6 separate regions of the Mus musculus genome follow, and all the other regions are linked to region 2. Evidence: chromatin contacts called from public HiChIP or PLAC-seq and promoter capture Hi-C data. All regions are on one chromosome and are shown on one strand. The core of a region is the stretch at or near the end of the contact, and the rest is flanking DNA. Distances in the headings are between cores, read along the strand shown. Region 1 overlaps Wdtc1 (WD and tetratricopeptide repeats 1). Region 2 holds the start of Ahdc1 (AT hook, DNA binding motif, containing 1). Region 3 overlaps Slc9a1 (solute carrier family 9 (sodium/hydrogen exchanger), member 1). Region 4 holds the start of Sesn2 (sestrin 2). Region 5 holds the start of Slc9a1 (solute carrier family 9 (sodium/hydrogen exchanger), member 1). Region 6 has its middle 11 kb from the start of Tent5b.

The links. Promoter capture Hi-C pulls out the DNA fragments that hold promoters and counts their contacts. HiChIP or PLAC-seq counts read pairs in DNA pulled down with a chosen protein or histone mark. Capture Hi-C pulls out chosen DNA fragments and counts their contacts.
Region 1: a promoter capture Hi-C map of liver shows a contact between it and region 2, with 5 times the contacts expected there. The contact joins the enhancer-like site here to the promoter of Ahdc1 in region 2. A contact is called at or near these places in 25 of 39 promoter capture datasets (the 3T3-L1 cell line, 3T3-L1-derived adipocytes, the C10 cell line and 14 more), 7 of 15 datasets of contacts at CTCF or cohesin (CD8 T cells, the NIH/3T3 cell line, embryonic stem cells and 3 more), 128 of 484 Hi-C or Micro-C datasets (the 3T3-L1 cell line, 3T3-L1-derived adipocytes, the 63-12 cell line and 73 more), 41 of 115 datasets of contacts at active chromatin or transcription factors (the 230-238 cell line, CD8 T cells, the HPC-7 cell line and 27 more) and 3 of 9 other capture datasets (adipose tissue, embryonic stem cells and liver).
Region 3: a contact with region 2 is called in an H3K4me3 HiChIP or PLAC-seq map of stem cell-derived neural progenitor cells, with 4 times the contacts expected there. The contact joins the enhancer-like site here to the promoter of Ahdc1 in region 2. A contact is called at or near these places in 5 of 39 promoter capture datasets (cranial neural crest, embryonic stem cells, hippocampal neurons and 2 more), 5 of 115 datasets of contacts at active chromatin or transcription factors (astrocytes, embryonic forebrain, embryonic stem cells and 2 more) and 1 of 9 other capture datasets (embryonic stem cells).
Region 4: a contact with region 2 is called in an HNF4G HiChIP or PLAC-seq map of pancreatic cancer cells. The contact joins the promoter of Sesn2 here to the promoter of Ahdc1 in region 2. A contact is called at or near these places in 2 of 115 datasets of contacts at active chromatin or transcription factors (extraembryonic endoderm stem cells and pancreatic cancer cells).
Region 5: a contact with region 2 is called in a promoter capture Hi-C map of adipose tissue, with 2.6 times the contacts expected there. The contact joins the promoter of Slc9a1 here to the promoter of Ahdc1 in region 2. A contact is called at or near these places in 6 of 39 promoter capture datasets (cranial neural crest, embryonic stem cells, frontonasal cranial neural crest and 2 more), 1 of 484 Hi-C or Micro-C datasets (CD4 T cells), 9 of 115 datasets of contacts at active chromatin or transcription factors (the SCID.adh cell line, astrocytes, embryonic stem cells and 5 more) and 3 of 9 other capture datasets (adipose tissue, embryonic stem cells and liver).
Region 6: an H3K4me3 HiChIP or PLAC-seq map of bone marrow-derived macrophages shows a contact between it and region 2, with 4 times the contacts expected there. The contact joins the enhancer-like site here to the promoter of Ahdc1 in region 2. A contact is called at or near these places in 10 of 39 promoter capture datasets (the 3T3-L1 cell line, cranial neural crest, embryonic stem cells and 5 more), 2 of 15 datasets of contacts at CTCF or cohesin (embryonic stem cells and large pre-B cells), 18 of 484 Hi-C or Micro-C datasets (B cells, the G1E-ER4 cell line, the HPC-7 cell line and 10 more), 13 of 115 datasets of contacts at active chromatin or transcription factors (bone marrow-derived macrophages, craniofacial prominence, embryonic forebrain and 7 more) and 2 of 9 other capture datasets (embryonic stem cells and liver).

Annotation. Positions count from the first base shown.
Region 1 is chr4:133,312,496-133,316,683 of GRCm38.p6, forward strand. Wdtc1 (WD and tetratricopeptide repeats 1) reads right to left here. Exons shown (of 16, transcript NM_199306.4): 4 at 1,265-1,311; 5 at 812-923. Among named protein-coding and RNA genes, the nearest start is that of Wdtc1, 25 kb to the right of the region's middle. Within about 2 kb of position 2,661, at least 13 of the 459 cell types and tissues checked have an H3K27ac peak or open chromatin away from gene starts, as enhancers often do. A contact at or near this core is called in VIP interneurons, cerebellar granule neurons, cerebellum and 3 more, where this site is marked.
Region 2 is chr4:133,008,992-133,013,424 of GRCm38.p6, forward strand. It overlaps Ahdc1 (AT hook, DNA binding motif, containing 1), which reads left to right and starts at 2,515. Exons shown (of 7, transcript NM_146155.3): 1 at 2,515-2,532; 2 at 3,199-3,296.
Region 3 is chr4:133,398,329-133,402,442 of GRCm38.p6, forward strand. All of the region lies in intron 1 of Slc9a1 (solute carrier family 9 (sodium/hydrogen exchanger), member 1), which reads left to right. Among named protein-coding and RNA genes, the nearest start is that of Mir5122, 31 kb to the left of the region's middle. Within about 2 kb of position 1,308, at least 91 of the 459 cell types and tissues checked have an H3K27ac peak or open chromatin away from gene starts, as enhancers often do.
Region 4 is chr4:132,508,767-132,512,885 of GRCm38.p6, forward strand. It overlaps Sesn2 (sestrin 2), which reads right to left and starts at 1,690. Exons shown (of 10, transcript NM_144907.1): 1 at 1,298-1,690. The coding sequence starts at 1,387.
Region 5 is chr4:133,366,405-133,371,155 of GRCm38.p6, forward strand. Slc9a1 (solute carrier family 9 (sodium/hydrogen exchanger), member 1) reads left to right here and starts at 3,331. Exons shown (of 12, transcript NM_016981.3): 1 at 3,331-4,503. The coding sequence starts at 4,140. It overlaps Mir5122 (microRNA 5122), which reads left to right and starts at 3,372; the gene lies at 3,372-3,460.
Region 6 is chr4:133,466,893-133,471,011 of GRCm38.p6, forward strand. No RefSeq gene overlaps it. Among named protein-coding and RNA genes, the nearest start is that of Tent5b, 11 kb to the right of the region's middle. Within about 2 kb of position 1,334, at least 213 of the 459 cell types and tissues checked have an H3K27ac peak or open chromatin away from gene starts, as enhancers often do. A contact at or near this core is called in bone marrow-derived macrophages, cardiomyocytes, cortical neurons and 6 more, where this site is marked.

The DNA of each region.
Region 1 (4,188 bases), core at 1,411-3,910, 300 kb after region 2:
GGCTGGAGAGATGGTTCAGCGGTTAAGAGCACCGACTGCTCTCCCAGAGGTCCTGAGTTCAAATCCCAGCAACCACATGGTGGCTCACAGCCATCTGTAATGGGATCTGATGCCCTCTTCTGGTGTGTCTGAAGACAGAGACAATGTATTTATTTATTTATTTTTAAAGATTTATTTATTATATGTAAATACACTGTAGCTGTCTTCAGACACACCAGAAAAGGGAGTCAGATCTCATTACAGATGGTTGTGAGCCACCATGTGGTTGCTGGGATTTGAACTCAGGACCTCTGGAAGAGCAGTTGGGTGCTCTTACCTGCTGAGCCATCTCACCAGCCCGAGACAGTGTATTTAAATAAAACAAACAAATAAATCTTTTTTTTTTTTTTTAAGATTCATTTCCTAGGCCAAGGTAGAAGATCTATGCTAGGTGTTTTTGTTTTTGTTTTCTCTAAGATCTATGAATGTTTTGCACGTCTGCCCTTGGAGGTCAGAAATGGAGTCCGATCTGCTGAACTGGATTAAGCCCCCATGGAGTTCTGGGAATAGGGCGAAAGGCAAGAACTGACTCATGCCAGTGTTCTCATGCCCTCCACATGTATGAGGACATACATGCACAGCATGGCAAATGTGTCCTCCCACACTAACAAATGTATACAGATTTAATAAATATAAATGGATCCTGAGTTGGCCCATGGTTTTGAGAAGAACAGAGAAAAAGAGACCACTCTCCAATGTTCACAGCACAGGACATGCTATACCATACAACCACCCCACAGCCCAGGCCTGCCACGGGGCTTGTTTGGCTCACCTTGACAGAGAAGATATTTGCTGTGTGTCCTGTGTGCATGGACAGCAGCTTCTTGTGGTGCAGTGGGTCCCACACAATGGTGTGCTGGTCGTCGGAACCAGACGCCAGCAGGCTGAGGGTAGAATTAGGAACTCTGACTTCTCAAGGTCCCCGCTACCTCTTCCCCATTCCCAGGGGATAGGAGTTGGGCACAGATAACTCAAAGGACAGTAGATGTTGCAGGTTAGCTTATAAATATTACTAGATTATATTTTACTTTGTTAAGAATCTCCAATATTCTCCCAATACATTGGCTTACAGTAAAACAGGGCTTGGATGTTACCCAAGCTTCTATCTATACTTGAGTTACTAGTCAAACTGTATTGACAGTCATGAGATAAGCTTAGGATGGCACAGAACGGAGCCCATCTCCGCTGCTCTGGCCCCTCCCTTGCCCCTGCAGGTCATACTTACTCTCCTTTCTCATTCCACTCCAGACAGTTGACACAGCCTGAGTGTCCCTGGGGGAGGAAACAGAGGGTTAAGAAATGCACAGTTCCCTGGGAAGCTCAATGCCAAGAGCTTAGGGTTAGGCAAGCAAACCACCCTACCTTCAGCATCTGCCAGGGACCTGTGGGGGGCAGAACGAAAATGCTCCCCTTTACAGCATATAAAGTGCTTTCCCACGCACTGTCAGTGGACACTCAACACGAGTTAGTAAGGCGGGTTTCTTCTATCCCACCTTGCAGGAAATTCATACATAGAAACTATAAAAGCTGAAAACTGTCTGTCCCTATCCCTGGAAGGCACAGGCACATCTCCTTCAAGGGACAAGTTTAGGGCCAGCATGCATGCAGCATCTTGAGGCTCCATTCCTGTATTCCTCTACCCTCACTCCCTACAAAAGGTGAATCCTAGAGATTAATGTAAAAAGATAATCTTGAGTTACCTTGAGGGGTTTACTTCAGAATCAGAAGAAGTGGGGCTGGAGAGATGGATTAGTGGGAGATAGCAGAGGACGCAGGTTCAATTCCCAGCACCCACATGGTTGGCTCACAAATGCCTGGAACTCCAGTTCCAGGGCATCTGTTGCCCTCTTCGAATCTTTGTGGGTACCAGCACATGAGGGCAAAATGCTCATTTGTATACATGAAATAAAACAAATCTTAAGAAACAGAGCCAGGCATGGTGGCACACACCTTTAACCTCAGCACGTGGGAGGCAGAGGCAGGTGGATTTCTGAGTCGGAGGCCAGCCTGGTCAACAGAGTGAGTTCCAGGACAGCCAGGGCTACACAGAGAAACTCTGTCTCAAAAAAAAAAAAAAAAAGAAAGAAAGAAAGAAAGGAAGGAAGAAAGAAAGGAAGGAAGGAAGGAAGGAAGGGAAGGAGGGAGGGAGGGAGGGAAAAACGAGGCAGTCAACAGTACATAATAAACTTGAACTTACAAAGAGCAGAAGGTATGAGGAGTGGACCCTAGGGTTTCTCGGCAAAGGAGATGACATGACTAGACCAGGCAGGCTTCTCTCTGTCTCTTCACTCTGCCCCTGCCTAAGGGCAGCAAGATTATCACTGACTGAACTACCAACTTCCTGCCTAAAATCAAACCAAGTGTCTTGGAAGCACAAATTCATTTTTCTTGCCACAGTAAGAGGTTTTGAGGTTTAGTTAGACCTAAACCAAACAGTACAGGGGAAACAGTAAAGCTTATTTGGCCATAGCAATCAGCTGAGAGATGAACCTTGACCTGGAATCAGATGCCAAGAGGGAAACAGGCACGTGAGTCCCATTCTCAGGAGCTCTGGATACACAGGTGCTTCCATGACGGCCAGGCATGTGGACGGATGGACGGCTGCCAGGCATGCAGATGGACGGACTGTTCCAAGTTGTTGCAATTCTGCCACCTCGAGGGCAAGCAGCCTGGGCGTGGAGTCAGCACCCAGAGGCAGGCCTATCCCATAGTTGTGGAAGATGGAGCCAGACTGACTATAGCAGCAGACCCTGACGCTGACCTTCTCCTGCCCCTCAGTCCATTTCTGTTTAGGAATTCAAACTGGGCAGCCCGTTATCTGTGGTATATAGCATCCAAACCAGCAATTGCAATCCATTCTTCAGGTATCCGAGAGCAGGACCTTCCTCCAAGGCGTCTTGCCTCTCCTGTGCTCGTGGGTGGGGGCAGGGCTGCTTTCCTGTTGGCTGTTATGCTATCCTACAGCTCCGCAGCTCTGTGACTTTTCCTCCACCAGATAGGCCTGAGAAAGCAGGCTTTGCGGATTACACTGCATCTCCGAAGCCAGCTACAGTGTCTAGCAGGTATCTGCTGCTTAACTGACTAGATGCATCTGTCCAGTGGGACTAGTGAGGAGAACTGAGAGGTAGAGACACACCTAATTCCCAGCTGAGACACCTCAGTTGTACATTCAAGGCTGCCAGTGCCCCTGCAGACCTAAGGCCTCTTGCCTTCTCAGACACTTGGTTGCAACCCCACACCTTTATCTGAGTCAAAATCATTTCTATCCTTGTGCCTGAAGCCACAGCTTCATCATGGAGCACCAATGGCCTTGAGTGACTGCTGCTTATAGTGAGGGCAAAGCTGAATACTGGTATAGGCAGAATAATGGTCTCTTATTGATGTCCTGCCATAATTCTGAAACCTGCAAACATCTAATATCTGAAGTGACAAAAAGAACTTTGCAGATATGATTAGGGTTAGGACCGTGCGATGGCCTGAGATCCTGGACTATCCAGGTAGGCTCAGTGCAGTTACATAAACACTTAAATTGATAGCTGGGTGTGCTGGCTACAGAGGAGCAGACACAGGTGTGAAAGGACCGGACCAGCCGCTGCTGGCTATGCAGCAGAAGGAAGGGCCAGGAGCCAAGTTTAAGAAACTGGGAATAGCAAGAAAAGAAATTCTACTCTACCCTACAGCCTCCTGGAGGGACAGAGCTGCCAACACCTTCTTTTAGCCTGGTGAGATTTGTGTTAGACAGTTCTGATTTACAGACCTGTAATGTAAGCCAGCTGTGGTGAAACAGCTCTATCTTAGCACTTGAGAGGCCGAGACAGGTTGATCTCAGAGAGAATTTGAGGCCAGCCAGAGCTACACAGCAAGACACCACCTCAAAACACTAAAAAACTAAAAACAAAGATGAAACAGGAGCTGACAGGAGGTGAAGAGAGAGTGCAGGGCTCCCAGATTCCAGGGTTGACTCTCAGCACCCACATGTTGACTAACAACTGCCTGGAACTCCAATTCTGTGAGATCCAACACCCTCTTCTAGCATATACTATTAGGTAAAACATGCATATACATAAAAATAAAATACGCTATTTAAAAACTATGCCAAGTATTTGTTTTCAAAGCACTCACTGTGGGTTTTTCTTTTTTCATTTACCA
Region 2 (4,433 bases), core at 1,265-3,764:
CCTCCTGCTTCCACTTTCCCTATGCTGGGGTTACAGGCACATACCATTCAGGAACCTGAGTCTATTTTATCCATGGAAACCTGGGCCTCTGACAACACAACAAATAAAGGCAAGCCCAGGTGTGCCTGGATCCCAGTTTACACGGCCTTTAAAACCTTAGGTCCCCACAGTTTTATCTTTACTTTCAAGTAATATTTCCTGGGTCTGAATATACTAGGTTTTGTCTCCAGTGAAACAAACGTGGTTGGAGGAAGCTGACCCCAGAAAGAGGAGAGGCTCTTCCTAGCTCTTCCTCAGCTTAAATCACCGGAGCAGATATGGAGATTGGACACTAGGTGGCAGCAGCATCCCGCATAATAGTTCATGTGCAGTTTGGGGGACCCCTTCCCCAACATACTTTGGAAAGGCTCCATAAGAAAAACCTGTCCCTAAATTCCAGGAAGGCTCTGCTGTGTTTTGTTTCTAGGAATCTGTAACCCTTTGGGGCTACCCACTACTTCTGCAGAGGGGACACCTGAAGCAGCCTGGAGAATTTGGAGCATATTTGGGAAATTCTACCTAACTTCTTTTTCGTGTGCCTTTTGCCACCTAACTAGCCATTCCCCCCGCCCCCTTTATGCTTTTCTTGAATATCGATTAGTCCCATCTTTCCTGGGGCTCTCTGCCACCAGTATGATCTCATCCCAACCTCTGCCTACATTTAATTCAAGCAGTAAGGGTCTTCCTATCCTTGGTAAAGGTGGGTGAGGCATTAGAGATGGGCAGACCTGGGAGTCTCTCACACCCATCAGCACTAAAGTTTGCCCTATGGGCGGCAGTTATGGCAAGACACCAAAAGTTCTGCTTGTGATGACCTCAGAGTTGAGTTTTGAAGCTACAAAGGATCGCTAAAGCACCTCCTGCTTTTATTAATGCCCGTTCTTATCATAATCAGTTCTTGGGGTTACTTTGTCTGCAAGCGAAGTGGCCCCTAGACAGAGGCCTCTCCAGCTGGCCACATGTGCCACGATGCCACATCAGTGGGTGTGCTTTTTAGAGCCTCCCCTGTTACTTGCTTTCTGGAAAAGTTTCAATTGCTCTATAGGTAGGGACTGGGAGAGATGGAGGGATGGTGAAGGTGGTGTGGATGTGTTGTTAGCATAATGTCACCATCTAAACATGTGTTGACTAGCAATTACCCTGCAAGAGCAAAGAAGGCATCAGAAGCAGGTGGATCAGGGAGTAAAGGCATTGCTAGAGAAGCTTAGGACATGGGGCAAGATGGACTAAGTTGGCAGACATTGGCCAAAGGAATGTCAGACACAGTCATGAGTTGGGATCAGCTCAGAAGCAGTCAATAGACAAGTAGCAGGGCAGTGATCACTGCATCACTCATCTGTTTCTTCTGCAAACCTTATCTACCTTAGTGCCAAGGGAGGACACATAGACACAGGGAAGAAAGATCAACAGTAAAGGATGGCGGGGACGCGGGGGGGGGGGGGTGGAGTAGAGGGAATCACCACTCTGTTACCGCCCAAGGGTTAAGGAAGGAAGGAAGCTTTGAAATTATCCAGATGCTGAATCTACCACTTTCTAATCGGGACACCTGGGCTCCGGAACTCTTATATCTAAAATAGAAATAAGGTCTCGTAGGGTTTTTTCTGCAAGGCTCCAAGGACCCCGTGCTGCCCGGGTGCTCAGTAAATGGCAGCCGCGGCAATTCTCCTTTCAGAGCTGTCCAGCCACCTCCCTGGGGGTAACAAAGCCTTCCTCAGAGGCGCACATTCCCATCTGTGGGATAGGCAAGGCAGGGGGCCCAGAGCCAGGGGCTGGAGAACAGATGTGACCTGAAGAGGAGGTAGGTGAAAGTGCTGCGCCCAACCCCCACGCCGCAGCAGGCGCTGGAGAACTGTTGAATTCCGCTCACAAACAATTGTTCAAATTCAGAAGGCATGGTATCTACACTTTGTCCAGAATTTTTTGCGCCCTCGCCGCCCGTGGACGACAATAAAAAGTAGGCGCTGGAAGAACTAAATCCAGGGCTGAGTTTGAGGCGAAGGGCCACGAAATGCGGAGGAGACTGTAGCGTTTCCAGAGCGGCTTTCTTGCCAAACGCCTCTTCTGATAGGAAAAACGTCCCCAAATTGAAAGTGTAGGTCCTCTCGTCTCTCCATGGGCCCTCTCAACGTGTTTGGGACACCCCAGAAAGTCGCAGCCCTTTTGGCTCATCCTCTGATGCCCGATTCCACTCATTTTATTCTCAGACCCCGCCCCTGCGCTACCACCCGCAACCTTGGCGCAGCCAGAGCCCCGAGTAGGGGCCTCGGAACGCCCGGAATGTTCCTAACCCTTGAGGAGGATCAGCAGTCCTAGATAAAACGGGATTCATCCGGGCCAGGGATACTCCGGCATAGGGTCCGCTCCGGGCCGCGCCGTCGGAGCAGCCGGAGTGGCCCCGCCCGCACAGCGCGCGGAGCGGCCGAACAGGGACTACAAGTCCCGGCGTGCTCTGCGCGCGCTCCCCCCTGGGGTTCCGGATGGTGAGCAGCGAAGGTAAGGCGAGCTCGCAGAGGCAACGGCGGCGGCGGCGGAGACGGAGAGAGGCAGGCAGGCAGGCAGGGCGAGGGCGAGAGACGGAGGGAGGGAGCGAGCGAGGCAGACCAGACAGACAGACAGGCGGGCGGGCGGGCCGAGCGAGCCACCCGCCAGGCTGCGCTCAGCCCCGCTCGCAGCGGAGAGAGCAGAAGGCAGGAGGAGGGAGGGGAGGAGGGAGGAGGGAGGGAGAGAGGGAATCCAGCTACCACCACCCAAAGCCAGCGTCTGCTTTCTGTCCTCATTTCCTTTTCCCACCCAGCTCGGAGAGCAGAGAAAGGCAGAGAGAGAGAGAGAAATAGAGACAGGCAGACAAACAGACAGACAGACAGAGCGGGAGGGAGGAGGGCGGCGGAGGAGGAGCAGGAGGACTACGCGGGGCGTCTTCCCTCCCAGGTTTGCAATTGGGGGGTTGGGGCGGGGGTGTCCAGGGCTGTGAGAGTGTGTGAGCGGCTGGGGAAGCGAGTGGGGCGCAGATAGCGAAGGAGTAATCGTGGTGGGGGGGACGCCGCGGGAGCGGGGGGCCGTGTCCAGCGGAGTTAGCGGCGGAGAATGTGAGCCGAGGCGCGAGCCATGCTGTCAGCGACGGCAGGCGGCTCAGGGCTCCTCTACGACTCCTCTTCCCAGCAGCCGGGCGCCCGTGTCGCTGCCGCCGGCGGAAGATAGACGCCCCCCGAAACCCCTCGCCTGGCTCGGACCCACGGAGCCGGCAGCCCAGCACTCCGGTAAGTAGCGCCTCCTGCCCAGCAATAGACGCGGTTGGGGACCGGCCGGCCAGGCTCTTTTGTGCAGCGCACTGTGGGGGGGCCCAGCGCCCCCAGTCCGGTCCGCCGGACCCCGTGGCTGCGGTGCCCGCGGTGCGATCGGTCTTTGTTTCCACCGGGGCCCGCGGCTCGGCTGGGCTCGGCTCGAAGCCTGGCAGGCAGCGCCGGGAAGGGGGAGGGGGAGGTGGACGGGGAGGGGGGGCGGGGAGGGGGGGTTCTCGGGTTTCCTGGCCGCCCCGCGGCTCCCCCGGCTCGGGGGCGAGGTGCGCGCCCAGAGCTGCCGCGCACCCCCTCCTCCTCCCCCTCCCTCCGCCTTTGGATTTAAAACTGCAATTTGCTCTCCAGCTTGCTGAGAATGTGGGGGGGGGGATGTAGGGGGACCGTGGGAGCGGAGAACAAGGCTGGATTTTAGGATAGGCGCTGGGAAAAGGGGAGACTGCGGAGGGAGGAGCCCCTCCCCTCCAGCCCCCAAATCCCAAGGTTCCGTTGGCGCTCTGGGAGTTGAGGGGCGGGGACCTAATGACCCGGAGGGGGTGTGGGGCGGAGGAGGGATTTGGGGGCGGCCTGGCCAGAGGGGTTGGGCCGCGTGCCCGGTTACCTGGCGAACAAAGTCGGCTCACTTTTGCATAAATAAATAAATAATCGTGTATCAATACGTTTCCTCTAGGGCTCTGATTGAATCGGCCCCCTCTTCCCCAGGGGGTGGGGTGCTGAGTGACAGCTGTCAGCCCCCTAGGTCGGGAGCTGGGGTGAGCTGCTGAATCTCTGCTTTCTGGCTGAGGGCGCCTTCCCTGGCTGGGTCTGGGTCCCTGGGCAGAGCCAAAGGGGCAGGGGGCTGGCTCTGAGACTAGGAGATAACCTTGTTTCCTGTTCTACAGGAAAAGGGACAGCAACCCAGAGTTTGGGGGCTGGGGACGAGGACTGATGGGAGCTGGGGGGGGGAGGGTTCCCCAGCAGCCTGACCCCCCCAGCCTCCTGCCAGGCAAAGGGGCCAGCTGAGGGAGGAAGGATGTGGGCCTTGCTGGCCGGAGGCGGGAGCTGGGGCTGTCCCTGAGGCGGGCAGCGGGCACAGATCGCACAGAGCAGGAGGAGGGAGAG
Region 3 (4,114 bases), core at 58-2,557, 390 kb after region 2:
CCCAGAGTGCTGGCTGCCCTGGTCTGGAATAGCTGCCCCTGGGTTAGCTGCTTTGTTGACCCTTGAGTCCTGGCCTCTCTAGGGCCTGGCATGGAGCTGGCCTGAGTTTTCAGAGGTGTCAGGCAATGTATGAGCTCTGTTCCAGCAGAAAATGGGACCCTCTGCTTCTACACCCATGTTATGCTGCTGTTGAACCCAAGTCAGGGCTAGTGAGAGTCATGGCTGCAGAGAAGGCCACACTCTCTGATGTTCAGGGTGGACATCAGTGTCACCTTGAGTTTCAGAGCACTCAAGCCTGTTGGCTTCCCGGCTTCATTTTGAACCCTGGTTTCTATCCCTGAAAGCAGAACATTTGTCAGTGTGTGGGTCATGTTTTCTTCAGCTGCCTTGAGCCATAGACATTGCCTATATCTGCAGGAGAGGAAGAACGGAAGCTTAGAGAGGCAAGGTTTGTTATGAGCACCCAGTGTGTGGTAATCTAGAAACTGCGACCCAGGTTTCCGCTCACCAGTGTGGGCCTGTCTCTAGCCCTCTCTCCCTCTGACTGTAGCTGTAGTCTCTCAAGGCATCTGAATGGGGGGTTAGGGCCTCCTTCCTCGATCTGGTATCATGCAGGGGCCATTGCTGGTTTCCCTGGAGCCCAGACTTCATGACCATGTGACCAGACCTCTCTTTGAGATTCCAGGATGCTGAGCCTGGGTCGTTGGAGCCCTGTAGGCTGTCTTGCCTCCGTGGATTGATTGAGACTGTGCTCACAAAATGATGTTATACCCCTGTCTCTGGGTGAGCACTGGACTGGGAGTCAGCAGGCCTGGCTCTCTTTCTTCATCTGCTATCCACTGCCAAGGCTTCATGCGAGAACCAGAGAAAGTGGGGCTTCATACTCATCTAACTAACAACTTCCTCTCTAGCCTGTGTTGCCATGTGTTCCCAACAGAAATATTCTGCCTGTACCAGCACACTGTTCCTCTCCGTTCTGCCTGTTGGGTGACTCTCTGCTCTCACTAGCAAAGGACAGTTGCTAGGACAGATAGCAGTCTGGTTCCAAAGTGATCAGACAGGCTCAGCGGCCAAGCTTGAGCCTTCTCATCACGTGTCAGGATCTGAGCTTGGGGCTGGAGAGTGCAGTGGATGAAGGAGACTGAAGGATCCTGCTGCAGCAGGTCGCGGCAGCAGTCACAGCGACTTGGGTCAGTGAAGGGCTAAAGTCACAGGTCTAAAAGGAAGAGCCAGCTCTGCCCCTGACTAGCAGACTGATCTGTGAGGGACTAAGGGCTGCGGCTGTCTTCCTGAGTAAGCCAATACCACCCTAGTCTGGTTCCTTGCAACCCTCTGCCAATCTGTGTGGCAGCTGAAAGTGAGGCTCTGTGACTCACCTTCTGCAGGGGGTTTCCTGGAAAGGTTCTCTTTGTGCTGAGTCCTTTTTGCCACTCCTGTGCCACCTTGCCATCTGTGCACAAGTGCTGTGTGGCACGCACAGTGCGTTGAACTCACTGTGGTGCTTCTGACTTAGGCCAGCCTCAGCCTGAGAGGCCGACTTAGGAACCACAGGTATTTGGTGTGATCAACTTCCGTTCTGTCTTGTGTCTGCATTTTGCAGACTGTATCTTACCCCACCAGAAAGAAAAGAAAATCTAGCATTTCATAGCTCTGACATTTCTAACAAGCATTGGAAAGTTTTGAAACTTGAGAGCATTGTTTCTCCATAGCCCCTGCCACACCTCAGATATAAGGCAGAGTAGCGTGTGGAACTCCCACTACAGCCCCGAGACAGGCCAGGCCGGCACTGCAGTGGTTGTGGGAATGAGAGCCCAGCTGGGCAGCCACACAGTGAGCGGAGCAGGCCATGGGAATTAAAGGAGGACACAGTGGCTGACACTCGATCACTTCCAGGTTTTGTGTAAGCTCCAGCATTCTGCTTTCCCTCCTTCTCACCTCAAGGTTGAAAGCCGGGGAGCCGAGACAGCCTCCTCTGCCAGGAATGTCATTTAGATGTTTCCAGTGTCAGTGGTGCCATGAGGTGAAGGTGCATTGAAACCAGACACCAAGGCCGTGGGGTGATACTGCCAGTGCTGGCCCAGGCAGAGCCTGTGTGGGACTCTAGGTAGAGGATGTCCGAACCCCCCCCCCCCTTCACTCTTCACTAATGCCTCTGCAGGGAATTGCTCTGAAACTGTGGTCTGGGCACAGCCATACTACTGTAAGGTGTCTCCATAGGTGTGAGTATGACAGAGGACTAGGATCTCCCAGTGTCGGTCACCCCAAACACTCTGTAGCCTTGGCTGTGTGTCCTTGGGACAAGGAAGAGGGCATATTCTGGTCTTTTCCTCCTGTACCATTTGTTTGCTTGTTTGTTTTATATTTATTTATTTATTGTATGTATATGAGTACACTGTCACTCGAAAAGGGCATCAGATCGCATTACAGATGGTTGTGAGCCACCATGTGGTTGCTGGGAATTGAGCTCAGGACCTCTGGAAGAGCAGTCAGTGCTCTTAACCACTGAGCCATCTCTCCAGCCCCTCATTTGTTTGTTTCTTACAGGAACTTGCTTTGTATCCCAGGCTTAGTTGGAACTTACTATGGAGCCCAGACTGGCCTCAATTTCATGTTTCCAAATGGCTTACAGACACACACCATCACACAGTCATTTTATGATCTTTAAAAAAATTTTTAAATTACATTAAATTGGGGGGTGGTGGGGCATGAGTGCTGTGGTGCATGTGTAGGGGTCAAAGGGCAACTTTTGGGAATTGGCTCTTACCTCTCACTTGGTAGGAACCAGGGATAGAGCTTGGGTAGTTGGGCCTCCCAGCAACTGACTTAGCCTGAGCCACATTGGCAGTGGCCTGTTCTAGGTCTCTTTCTAACTGAGGATAATAATCGCACTATTGCGTTAGCTTCCCTGAGACAACCAAGTGCTTTGCAGTAACGTGCTTAGTGTCTGCTCCAGAGGGGTACTTAACCATTTATGCATAGCTTTATTTCAAGATACTTTGTTTTTGGTTTTATTTCTGTGTGTGAGTGTGTGAGTGTGTGTGTGTGTGTGTGTGTGTGTGTGTGTGTGTGTGTGTGTGTGTGTGTGTGTGTGTGTGTGTGTATGCGTATGTATAATACTTGAGGAGGCTGGAAGGCGTGAGATTTCCCTAAAGCTGGGATTAAAGGGGGTTGTGAGCCGCCTAATGTGAGTGCTAGAAGCTCAAATTGGGATCCCCTGACAGAGCAGAGCAGCAAGTGGTTTTTGTTGTTGCTGTTGTTGTTTTGTTTTGTTACTCCACAAGGTCTCAGTATGTAGTGTTGCCTGGAATTCACTTTGTAGACTAGGATAGCTTTGAACTCAGAGATCCACCTGCCTCTTCCTCTTGAATGCTGGGGTTGAAAGTATATACCTGTTCACCTGGCTGGGTTTTTTTTTTTAAGTAAATATTTATTTTATGTCTAAATGAGTGGGTATGCCGTGTGTGTCTACACTGTATACATGAAGGTGCCTACACCTGTCAGAAGAGGGGATTGAATCCCTTGGAGCTGAAATTTCCTGAAATGGGTTCTGGGAACCAAACCCAGGTCCTCTGCAAGAGGAACAAGTCTTCTCAACTGCTGAGCCATCTTTCCAGCCCCTTTTACATAATTTTAAAACTTAAATTTACTGTTTTAACTAATGCATGAAAAACTGGGACTCTGTAGTGGAGAGTTTGCATAGCGCACTAGAAGGTGCTGGACTCTATTCTCACACTTGAAAATAAAACAGAGCATAGCAAGAGAAGCTGAAAGGTTTTAAAGTCTCCAAGTAAACTCAGCGCTGGGGCTGGGCTGCTGTGTCAGCAGAGACTGACAGGAAGATAGCACGCACAGTTTTAAATTATCACGGGCCTGCTTAAAGTCGCCACAGCCGCCCCTGGAAGGAAATCGGTGTGTATCACGCGGTCCCCGACCAGCCCTGAGCCTCGGGAGCTTACTGAGCTGTCCCCACAGCCCCTGCTCTCTGTTCCAGGTACCGAGCCTGCTGGCTGCCGAAGCCTCCTGCAGTCCTGCACTGAAGAACCATCTCCTCCCTCCAAGCTGCTTTTTTTTTTCTTTTTTCTTTTTCTAAGATTTATTTATTTTATATATATGA
Region 4 (4,119 bases), core at 440-2,939, 500 kb before region 2:
TGAAGGGTGGGACTGGAATCCAGCCCTCACCTCCCTCAGTGCTCTGGGGCGCTCACTAACAAAAACAACATTGTTCACAAGGCAGACAAAAGTTATCAGCAAAGAGGCTGAGGCGAGGTGTCCTTTCTGCATACAGATTCCTAAACCATATGAAGAAGCAACAGACTGATGGCTGCCTCCAACGACCCCCCCCCCCCAAGACATTTCCTCAGACATGGGCTGGTTTTAAGATCATACACCTTGGGACTACCACTGTACCTATTTCCAGCCCCGGCAATAGACCTTCCACACTGCTCTAGGCTTAGAAAATCAAAAAGGATCAGTATCTTCTGCAGTGCCAAGCATTCTCCAAAATCCTAGTCACACACAGTCCAGAGAATGAGGGCTAGGCCTCTCTCTGTCCCTTTCGGGCCTCAATTTTCTCATTCTGTAAAATGGGGTTAAAATACGTTTTGTATTTGCTGTCTTTGTCAGACAAAACCTATATCCTGGCATCTAGTAGGTGCTCCATACACGACATAGACTATGTCCACTATCGAGACTGCTGGGAGGGAGACGGGGGCTTTATACTGGCATTATACCTTGTCTCCCTGTGAAGTCTCTCTACGCTCTGAGGAGACAGCAAAACAAACTTTGAGGACCCCAGAACAATTTAATAGGAAGCAATCTATCAAGGGACCAAGGGTTATCCGCTTTCTCCCCTAGCTCTCTCAGGCTGCCGCCGCCGAGGATCAGGCCGCCAGCCAGACCCATAAAGCACTCGGACCAGTCTCCAGATCGGGGGTGCAGGTAAGGACTGAAAAAGGGAATCGACCTTCCCTGGTCAGTCCCAGGTGGTTTACTCCCTTCGCTGAGCGACAGGACCAGAAACCGATCCTAGAAAGAGCTCCCAGCCCGCCTGCCCCCACCGAGAGGAAGGGATTCTGCGGAAGGGGGCGGGGAGGAGGAGTGGTCGGGTCTCTCCGGCCGGGATTTGCCTGGACTTGAAGACGCTCGCTTTAGCAGAGAACAAACCCAAAGAGCCACGAGAAGGCGTCCCCTCTCATTGGCCAGGAGTCCGAAGGAGCCAGGGAGGGCTCCGCATCCCCCTCCCTCCCAGGGTGGTAGTGGGGAGGGTAAAGAGAGAGAGGGCAGTGGGGAGGGGAAGGGAGAGCGGAGGCTGCAGTTGATGCAACCCTAGCCCTAGCTTACGTGCTCTCAGACCCTAAGCCCGGGGGGAGCGCACCAGACTTAGACCGGGTCTGCCCGAAGCTCGGCGGTGGCTGGAGGAGAGCGGGTTCGCCCGGCTGTTGCTTACCTCTCGGGTCTCGGGGCCGGCCACACCACCCCTGGTGAACGGCAGGTAGCCCTTGATCTCGGAATGGCACTCGGAGTCCGCTACGATCATGGTGTACGCCAGGACCCGGCCGCGGCTCGTCCGCGCCTGGGACACCCGAGGGGTCTAGGTCGGGCGCGCACAGGAGGCCGGGACTAGGGGTCGCCGGGGAAGCTCGAGATCCCCGGGCTGTCTCTCGGGATTAGGAGAACCGGCGCTACGGCGATAGACACTCCTTTCAGCCCAGCTTGGAAAACTGCGGCCGGCCTCGGAGGCCTGAGATTGGCCGCGGCGCAGAGGTTTTCACGGCCCGGAGTGCCTCGGAAGTCCGCAGTGGCCAGCGCTGCTCGGGAAGCCGGCGCTCCTCACCATCCCCACCACGGAACTGCCAGCGCTCGCCCGGCTCTGTCAGCCCGCTGCGGTCCCTGGGGGAGGGCGGGGACACAAAAGTCCCACGGCGCAGCCAATCAGATGCCTGTTTCTCGGGGAGGCGGAGCCGACACCTCCCTCCGGAGCCAACCTTCCGTCCAATCAGCATCGACAAGCGCCTGGGAACTCTGGGAGCTGTAGTTGGCCTCGCACAGATGCTGCAAACTTTTGCATGAAGGCGTTAGTCAGGTCTCTGGCAATACCAGATGAGAGTGACAGCCCAAGGAGTCATTAGGGCTGCGTGATGAAACGGGACTTCACGGGGCTGGGCCAGACAGCCAGGTGTGAAATCCCTTCTGAGTAAGTTCTTCAGCTTTCCAGTTCCTGGAGGGACTGGTTAGGTCTGCAGAGAGTTCTAACCACACACATCCAGTTCTTCTAATTATAGATCAAAACCCACAAATTTGAAGCCAAGAGCCACCACCCTGTCCCCTCAGGCCCTGAGGGATCTGCACCTTCAGAAACACTAAACCAAGGAAATCACCTTATTTGTGGAGTCTCTGGAAAAGCCCTCACTGAAATACCCTTGACAATCTCAAATTTAATCTCAATCCTCATTGCTACAATTTCCCCTCTTCTGTCCTGCCTTGGGTGCCTTCACACCGCCTTCCACCCTCCAGGCACTCATGGAAACTTTGTAACTTAGGTGTTTGGCTTGATCTATTTCTCACTTCTCCCTCTGGCCACTCCTCTCTGACTCCTCTTTTTCCATCCACTCCCTAAACGTGGGTGCTCTCCTAGTTTCTGTTTTTAGCCCTCTTTTTCTCTAGACATTCACTCTCATGACTTCCCTACACTCACCTCTTCCATCCAGATCTCAGCACTTTACCCTTGATTCACCCATTCACTTCTACTCATCTCCTTCGCGGTTTTTCTTCAGGCCTCTCCCGTTTCAAGTTTCTCTTTATTCTGGTTAAGGAGTCCTAGACAGAGCTGGAGCTGATTAATCCTCTCAGTTCCTGCCTGAAATAGTCTTGAGTTTAGGCTTATGATACCAAAGGTGATCTCCTGACTTGGTCTAATGCCTTCTGTAGGGAAGGGAGTTCACCTGCATGCTCCTTAGAGCCCTAAACTCGGGCTGGACCTTTCTCTCTGTGTTTTAATACTTTCCATACTGTAACTTGTGTTGTCATATTCTGTGTATTTGTCTTATCTGAAAGTTTTTATTATAAACTTGTTGAGGGCAGTGTCTACATTTAGACTTTTTTTTTTTCTTTCTACCTTATGCCACCTGGCACAACGTGCTTCTAATAATATACCCTTGGCCACTGAATATCCCTTTGGGTTAATTCTTTTCTAAACAACTCTATATCAGATTCAGCTTTCTCCTTAAAAACATAGACTCAGCCGGGCATGGTGGCACACGCCTTTAGTCCCAGCACTTGGGAGGCAGAGGCAGGTGGATTTCTGAGTTCAAGGCCAACCTGGTCTACAGAGTGAGTTCCAGGACAGCCAGGGCTACACAGAAGCCTGTCTCAAAAAACCAAAAACAAATAAACAAACAAATGCATATACTCTGTGGGATGAGGATAGAGGATAATATTACAGTGTCCACTTAGGACCCCAAGGCCTTGGATTCTATTCCCAATACCACACAGACACACGAACAGAAATAACAATAATGTCAGTAGCCAGGCTACATTTTTTTTTTCAGTATTATTTCATCAGCTACTGAATAAAGTGAAACCTCTAGGTGGATCCTCAAGGCCTGCCAAGATACGTTTCAGCCTACATCTTCAGTCTTATCTGTCACACCCATGATCCTTCAACTTTTTCAATACTCCTCTGCAAGTTCTACTCCTTGAAGTGACAGGGAGCCTTTAGAGCTTTCATCCTGTTGGGGGCCTGAGTGAAGCCTTCAAGATGCTGCTCCCTCCGGAAGCCCCCTTCAGCCCTGCTGAAAAGTCACCTTGCCCCTGCTCCTCAACACCTTTAACCTCCTCCTGGCTCTGCTTACCAAACACATGGAGCTTCAGTACCGCATTTACAAGCCTTACCCCTTCCTTCCAGTTAATGGACTTTATTACCAGCCATGTGTGAAGACACTTCCATTTAGAAAGGTAAAACTGATTGTCAACCACACTGCATTTTTTTTTTTTTGACTGCATTAAGCTGTGGAAAACATCACTTAAAGCAGTAATCATGTCTATCTCTGGATCACTCCCTCAGTGGCATGGCATATTATACTTTTGTTTTCAGTACTGGAATTAAACCGTGGTCTTACACATGCTAGGAAATGCTCTCTTGAGCTACTCCTCCATCTCTCCAGTGCATATTTTTAAACGAATATGTTATTGTCTTCATAAGAACAATCCTAGCTGGGCAGTGGTGGCACATGCCTTTAATCCCAGCACTTGGGAGGCAGAGGCAGGCAG
Region 5 (4,751 bases), core at 2,081-4,580, 360 kb after region 2:
GGTATTTCCTGGTTCTTCTCCGATCTGTTCTCTCTGGAGCTGGCACCAAAGACTTACTGAGGGCTGGAGGGGGTGGGGTGGGGGTGGGGAACACCAGTGACTGCCAGTGGCCTCAAGGCTTGGGAGTAAAGTGCCTACACTAGCCCTGCCCTTCCTCTCCCTTTAGTAATCCGTACTGAGTCTGCAGTGTAGATTAAAGCCTGGCTTTAAATGTTAGCACTGCTTCCCCACAGCTATGTGATCTTAGGCAAACAGCTTCAAGAATCCAAACCTTGGTGCTTTATCTGTCAAGTGAGAATGGGAATAATCACTACTGCATCCTGATTCTCTGTTATACGGCATAGCAGTTGGTTTTCAGTTCTCAGTGACTCCACAAGGCATTGTTGATTCTGATCCTCTGGGGTTTTAGTTATTGAGAACGGAACACAGTGCATTTTATATGCTAGGCAAGCACTCCAGTGCTGAGCTATGTTCCCACCACCTTATTTTATTATCATTATTATTAATATTATAGATTTATGTATTTATTTTATGTATATGAGTACACTGTCGCTGTCTTTAGACTCACCAGAAGAGGGCATCAGATCCCATTACAGATGGTTGTGAGCCATCCATGTGGTTGCTGGGAATTGAACTCAGGACCTCTGGAAGAGCAGTCAGTGCTCTTAACCTCTGAGCCCAGTCCTGCATTATCTTTTATATCATTTTATTTTGAGGCAAGCTCTCCAAAGTTGATCATGCTAGCTTTGAGCTCACTCTGTAGACCTTGCAGGGTTTGAACTTTCCATCCTCTTGACTCAGTCTCCTGAGAAGTCTCATCTCAATGCCAGATGGCAAGCCTGGCTTGTTCTGATCTGTGACCTAGAAGTCATTCCCTTTTCTCACCTCCATTGGAGCTACTGTTTGTCTTTCATCTGTTCTCAGTATTGTCTTAAAGTGTTGGGGATCGAACCCGGGGTGTTGCTCATGCTAGGACAGCTGCTCCATGATAGTCTCCGAATCCCATAACACACCCCTCATGTGTGTATGGGTATGGTATATGCATAGTGTGTTGTGTTGTGTGCAAGTGCATCAGCCTTGTACAGGCAGACGCCAAACTAGGAATCATGTTTCCTGTGACCTTTCCTTAGTCTCTCAAGATGGAGTCTCTCACTGAACCTGGAGCCAGGCTGGTGGGCAGCAAGCCCTAGCAATCTTTTTTGTCTCCATTCTCCAAGGTACGAGGGTTAAAGGTATGTGGGCATACTTGGCTTTCTTGTTCTTTTCTTTTAACTCTGAGAGCTGGGGATTTATTTGAATGATGGTCCTTAGCCACTAAAGCATCTTTCCAGGTCTGTTTCTGAATCTTCTCTTTCTTTCTTTCTTTCTTTCTTTCTTTCTTTCTTTCTTTCTTTCTTTTCTTTTCTTTTCTTCTTTCTTTCTTTCTTTCTTTCTTTCTTTCTTTCTTTCTTTCTTTCTTTCTTTCTTTCTTTCTTTCTTTTTCTTTTTTTTTTTTTCCGGTCACCTCCCAGTGTCTGAATCTATTCCTGGAAAAACGTGGCAAGGTTCAGAAAAGTCAGAAATGTTTTACACTTGGTTGTCATATCACACTCTTGTTACTTGAAAACACCTTTTTCCAGATGGAAAGTACACAAACTCTGAAGGCATGGTGAACTCCCACAACATAACTGCCTCTGAGTAACTGGGTATGGACCACCCAGTGAAGGAACAGGACACTCCCAGAGCTGGGAAGCTCACCTTGAGCTCTGGAGCTGACCCTAATCACCATTCACAGTCCCACTCCACGCCTCATGCCTATGTCCCTAGCTCAGCAGAAATCCTTGTCAAGAAAGTTCTGAAGAGATTTGTCAAACGAAAACAAACCCCTCTAACAGCCCCTTGAACAAATCACCTTGGATTTCTCGGCTTTAATTAACCTTTCCATGAAACAGGATGGCATTTGAAATGATTTAAAAACTTCTCAGTCTGGGCTCAGCGGTGGTGTGCTTACCTAGCACGCACAGGGTTCTGTGTTCAGATCCTACTTCTGAGGGGGGGGGGAAGAGTTCTCATGATTGCACCATGTAGACACAATGTCTCGACCTTTCTGAACTCTAATCAATATCATTCATTCAAATTCCAGTTCCGGCTGTGTGTGGTGGTGCATACCAGTAATCCCACTTGAGAGGGAGAGGCAGGAGGATTGCCAAAAATTAGAAGCCAGCTGGGCTACATTGTAAGAATGTAGCCTTTCGCACAAAACAGAACATGCCCCTTCTGGAAGCTGTTTTCTGTCTGCAGATAATAAAAATCCTTCTTTTCTCTTTAAACCAGACAGACAGACAGACAGATAGACAGACAGACAAAAACAATACCCAGCCTCTTACTTTTTGGTTGTTTCACTACTGTTATGAGTTGAAACACGCCCTTTCAAAAGAAGCTGAAGTCCTACCCCTGCCCACCCCTCAGTGCCCGAGAATGTGGCTTTATTTAGATGAGGGGTTTTGTTGTTGTTGTTGTTGTTTTAAATCTCTTTGAGACAGGGTCTCCCTACTGACCTCAGCCTGGTCTAGAACTCACTTTGTTACACAAGCTGACGTTGAGTTAAAAATTCCTCTTTCTTTAGTTTCCCAAATGCTGGAATTACAGTTTCCCACCGTTCGTGGCTCAGATTGGGTTTTTGAAGTTGATCAAGGTAAGGTACGCCATTAGGGCCAATTCCTAATTCAATTTGCTTGGAGTCCTTTTAAAGGGGGAAATTTGGACCTAAAGACGGATACAGGGAGGCTGGGGTTATGCCGCCACAGTCAAGGGAAGCCAATACATTGCCATCAAAGCACCTGTGGCTGGGATGCAGGAACGGATTTCAGCTCACACGGTCCTCAGCACAGGTCAATGCTTGGGAACATACAGAGTGCAGATTTCTAGCCCATTTCATTCATTCATTTAACTTTATTTTGTGACACTGGGCATAGGAACCAATGGTAGACAAGCACTCTACCTCTGAACCACGATCCCATCCCTTTCATTCTAAACATTTCTCATAGATCACCTCATTTAACCATCTTGTTATCCTTTTGTTATAGCTATCCATCTCCACCTTACAGTTGAGAAAGCTGTGAAACAGAGAGGCTAAATAACTTGTTCAAAGTCACATGCTAACAAGAAAACACTTTGTAGATAGTACAGTATGTCACTCGTGTTAGATTGTACTTTTTTTTTTTTTTTTTTTTTTCCAATTTAGGTCTCGGCTTCCTCTTCTTACGTGACACTTCCTTCCCTGGGCGACAGGGGCCGCTGCACCGCGCGGGCGCTGACAGGTCTCTCTAGCTTGCTGCGCCTGCTACTCGTTGGTGCCTATAAATGGCTGCGCTGTGCTCAGCGAGGCATCAGTCCGCTACCGCGGGACCCGGGGCTGTGTCAGGTCTGGAAGTGGAGCTGGAGCTGACCGAAGGAGCTGCCGCTGGGCCGGGGTGGAACACAGCTCTGCACCGGGGTCTTAAGGAGGGGTGTGTTGCTGCTGGCTCACTGCGAGCCGCCTCCAGCCTGCGCCGAGGCACCTTCCCGCCAGGCCGTCTGCCTCTGTCTTCCGCCTCCCTCCATTTCCCCGGAATCTCAGCCCGGCGCGGCTGGACCCTGGCTCTCCTGTGGGTGGGAAAGCCCCAGCCTTTTTCCTGCTATACTCCTTTATCCCAGGCTGGCCTTCCAGCCTTCTCTCGCCTTTCCCTGCGGAGTGGGTCTCACCCTTTTCCGTCTTTAGCCCAGGCTCCTTACCCCTCCCCTTTAGCCGAGTTCCAGCACCCTGGTGATTTTCCTTAGCCAAAGGTCCTATCCTTCTTCCTCCTTTCCCTTGCCCGTGGTCCAGCCTATCCGGCCCTTCCCCTCTCTTCAGGACGCAGTTTCCCCGATTTCCTTCTCTCAGCCTGAAGTTCTAGATCCTTTCGGTTTCCTCCTTAGTCCCTCCAAGGTACTTAACCCCTTTTTGCAGTTTGGACTTTGAGATTGTGAATCTCTAGAAAACGAAAATACTTCTCTAAAACATGAACTTTTCCTAGAGATTGCCCCAGTCTCACCCCATCTGCAGGACTCCTTGCTACCTATGTCCCAGGTCTTACACGCACTTCGCTAAGGGCTGAGGCCTCCTAGGCTGGGGGATCAGTATGATGCTTCGGTGGTCCGGCGTCTGGGGATTTCATCCACCTCGGATCTTCCCCTCCTTGCTGGTGGTGGTTGCCTTGGTGGGACTGCTACCTGTTCTCAGGAGCCACGGCCTCCAGCACAGCCCTACTGCCAGCACCATCAGAGGTTCTGAACCACCCCGGGAACGCTCAATTGGGGATGTCACCACGGCACCATCAGAGCCTCTCCATCGCCCAGATGACCACAATTTGACCAACTTAATCATTGAACATGGCGGTAAGCCATCTCGGAAGGCCTTCCCAGTCCTGGACATTGACTACCCTCACGTGCGCACACCCTTTGAGATCTCCCTCTGGATTCTCCTGGCCTGCCTCATGAAGATAGGTAAGTGCATGATGGTGCTGTTGCTGCCACCACCAGATAGGTGAGCTTCTTGCCCCACTTGTTACCAGGTTCTGCTTCTCAGGCTCTGAATGAACCACTTCTGCAACGCGGGCGGGCAGCCTCTCCCTCCTTTTTGTTGGTCCTTAAACTCCAGCTCTGGCCTGTGAGCTGGCATTATGTAGCAGGAGGGAGGGTCAGGAGCGTGCACGAGATGGGATGCTTCTGATATTGGTTTCAGAAAAGCTGCC
Region 6 (4,119 bases), core at 84-2,583, 460 kb after region 2:
TCCCGAATAATGCAGGCCCAGGAGACCCAGGAAAGCTATCTTGGTACAGTCCAACATATAAGGTTCAACTCCTGGACCCGTTTCCTAGCTCAGATACTTGGTGTTAGTGATGTGGTGTCTCTGGGCAATAACAGCAAATTTGTGAACGTGGTGGAGGCAAGAAAGCACCCCAGTGAAACACTTTGGGGCCAGCAAACTGGCTCAGTGGATAATGTGACACAAGTCTGAAGACCCAAGTTCCACCACTGGAAAAGGTAGAGACAAAGCCAGACTGCATGGAGTCAACCTTTGACCTCTGCATGCTAGCCACAGCAAGTGCTTGCCCATCATACATACACATCCCTTTCTTTTTAAAAAAAAATATATATATTTTTATCTCACGTGTATGGATGTTTTGCCTGTGGGGATACATGGGTAGCACTCACATACCTGGTGCAGAGACCAGCAGAGGGTGCTAGGTTACCTAGAACTGCAGTTGCCTGAGTAGTGAGTCTTTGTGGGTCCTGAGAACTGAACTCAGGTCCTCTGTAAGAACAGCAAGTGCTCTTAACCACTAAGCCATCTCTCCAGCCCCTAGACACATACTTTTTTTTTTTTTTTTTTTTTTTTTTTAGTTTTTTTTTTCTTTCAAGACAGGGTTTCTCTGTGTAGCCTTGGCTATCCTGGAACTCACTCTGTAGACCAGGCTGGCCTCGAACTCAGAAATCCGCCTGCCTCTGCCTCCCGAGTGCTGGGATTAAAGGCATGTGCCACCACGCCCGGCTTTTTTAAAAGTTTTTTAAGTTAAAATTTTCAAAGATTTTATTTTTCAAGTTATACGTATTTGTGTGGGTGTTTCTACGTGTGTGCAGGTACCTTCGAAGGCTAGAGGTATTGGATTCTTTGGATCTGAGTTCCAGGTGGTTGTGAGACGTTTAATGTAGATTCTGGGAACTGGACTCAAGTCCTCTGAAAGAACCCGAGGCTCTATTAACCACGGAACCTCCAGCCCCCTTGGAAACTTTTATAATTGAAACAAGCACTTTATAAACTATAAATCTGTTGTCCTGGCAGGGAAGGGCGGAGCAGGGCAGGGATCATTCTCTGACCTCACTCTGAAGCGCTCACAGCCTCCCCAGGACGCACCGGTTCCTCACCCAGAACTTTAGCTCTCCGAGGCTGCCTTCTTGCAAATAGATCAGGATGGAGAGACAGTTGGGTCGCCTCGGCCTCCAAACTGCAGGAACCTAAACCAGACAGGGCAGCGAATGACGGAGAGAAGGGAGATGACAGAAGGGAGCCAAGGGAATCCACGCCAGGGCGGGGATTTACCGACCAGGCAGAGGGTGGGGCGCTGAGGTTCCGCCCCTCTGACGTCAATGCCCGAGCCTCCTCCCTCGCCCGCGGTGTGTTCCTAGGACCCACGGCTCCCGTGGGAACTGCTGTGTCTGCAGCTAGTGACCAGCCGTGTGGGCGCGGAGAATGAGGCTGAGCGGCAGGGCGAGCCCAGGACGGCGCTGCCCCTTGGTCAAGTCTGGGAGGGGACAGCTCTAGCCCAAGGGCCTTACACAGGGGTCTGTGTGCTTCGCGGGGGGCGGGGGGGGCGGGGAGTGACTGCTTGCAGCTAGGGGAAGAGCAGAGGGGCCATGAGTGGAAACGTACTTCCAACTCCCTCCGCGGGCAGGTAACTTCAGAATCTGCAATAATCGGTCCCCAGCTGACTCTTAGGGATGCCTGTGACAAGTCAGGCTAAGTACATACAGGTCAGAGACAGAGGGACCCTGTAATTACTTCCCAGTATTTCTTTACATTTCAGTTAACATATTGATTCCTCCTCTTCCCCCTCCCCCTCTCCTCCTCCTCCCACTCCCCAACTCCATCTTCCTCCTCCCCTTCTTCTCCCCATCTTCTCCCTTCTCCCTGTCCTCATGGAGCCTGGAGTGGTGACCCAAGTCTGAAGTTGGGAGGTAGAGGCAAAAGGGTCAGAGTTGTAAGACCACCGACCACCTGAGATCTTGGCTGTCCCCCATTCACAGCTCAAATTGGGAACGCCTCCATAGGCTGTTCTGTGTGACGAATTGAGTTCTACTGAATAAAGACAGGTTACAAAGTATTTGTTAGAGGGGCAGTAGAGCCCAGTGTGGCGGCACATGCCTATAGTTCCAGCACTTGGGGGAAAGAGGCAGCTTGGTCTGCAAAGCAAGTTCCAGGACAGCTGGGATCATTACACAGAAAAGCCCTGTCACGAAAAAGGGGGGTGGGGGAATGGAGGGGAGGCGCGATGGCGGAGACCCTGGAACCCATTCCTGCGCACTGGCTGCTGTTTTTAGTCTAGTCATCCAGGCCCCAAGGGGACAGAAGTGAGTGCACTTCAGGACCTCAGTTTCCTCGCCATACTCATCCAGTGTCTCCACCTGCCTCCTCTTTGATTGGACGGCCTGAGTAGCGCTCATAAGAAGGCGGGACTTCACTAGCTGCCCAACTGAGAGAAGTGGGGTCAAGTTCCTTCCAGCACTTGGCTCTGCCAGCCATTCTATCTTAATGGCCTTCGCTGGCTTGTCTTCAGTCCGGCTGGGCTTTCTCATGGTCCTGCCTTTCCCGTTCGGATCTCTCTCTCCCTACTTTCTGCTCTTCTCCACCAATGAGCAGACACACCACGCCTGTCTGAAACTTGCCCCAGATTATTAGCAAGTTAGCACTCTCAGGAGAGTGAGTGGGCAGAGTGATGCCGAATGCCGATACACTGGATGTTCCACGCCAGTCCTGGAAGTAGCCAGCAGTTCAATGAAGATGAAAAACCCAGGCAGAGCGAAGGCAAGTGAACTGCACCCAGGCCACAGAGCCCTTAGGAGGTCAAAGTGAGAAATTTGCACCGGACTCCCACAGCACCAGGCTTTCTGGGAAAACAGGAGCGTCAGCTTTCAGTGATCTTAGGGAGAGCCCAGTGCAAAGTTTCACCCCAGGGGACCTGTCTAAGGCCAAGTTTCACCACTTCCTGCGAGACCCGGTTACTTAAGGGGCTGGGCATGGAGCTCAGTTGGTAGAGCACTTGCCGAGCCACATAGGTGAGGTCTTGGGTAATACAGCGACACCATGTAATCCCAGCTTTCCAAGAAGTAGAGGCAGAAAGATCAGAAGTTCAAGGCTATCTGCAAATTGAAGGTTAGCCTAGGAGACTGCCCAAAAGATGAAGAAGAAGGAGAAGAAAAGGAAGAGTATGCAAGTTCTCAAAAAAAAAAAAAAAAAGTGTGATTGGAGAGATGGTATAATGGTTAAGAGCCCTGGCTGCTCTTCAAAGGACTCGGGTTTGAGTTCAAGCACCCACAGGGAACTACTGTCCGCAACTCCCACCCCAGGGGATCTGGCACCCTCGTCTGGCCTCCGTGGACAGCAAGCATGAAAGTGTCACACATACATGCAGGCAAAAGCACCTATGGAATAAATATAGAGTATATAAAACAGATAAAATAAAAAATAATTAAAAATTTTTAAATAGGCTGATGAGATGGCTCAGCAGGTAAAACCTCACGCTAACAACCCTGACAACCTGAGTGGCCACCTTCAGGAAGCAACATGGCAAGAGAAAAAAAGCTCCCAAAAGTGGCCCTCTGACTGCTAAAGGAATATGGCTCTCATGGCCACATAAATACTGTACATGAGTGCACTCTGGCACACACACAAATAAATGTAAAGAGTCACAAATGGAACTGCAATGTGATTAATCCCACTACTAAGTGGGGTCTCTTGTGTTTTATAAAAAAGAAAAGGGAACCAAGGATATGTTTGATAGAGTGAGATATGGTGTGGTGGGAGGGGGTGCCGCTGTGGGCCCGTGCTGAGGCATCCCTGCCTCTGAGGTACCAGCCACAGGATGGGTACAGTATAGAATAGAGTTTATTTAGGGCATGGGGAGGGGAGTTGAGAAGGGAGTAGAGATAGAGAAAGGCAGAGAGAGAGAGAGAGAGAGAGAGAGAGAGAGAGAGAGAGAGAGAGAGAGAGAGAGAGAGAAGGAAGGCTGGCCAGGAACACATAGAGAGTGGGGGAAGGGGTGTGGGGAGAAAGGGAGGAGGAGCAGAGATAAGAGAGGGGCCAGACAGTCCCTTTTATATTAAGCCAGGAAACTTTGGGGCAGAGCCTAGA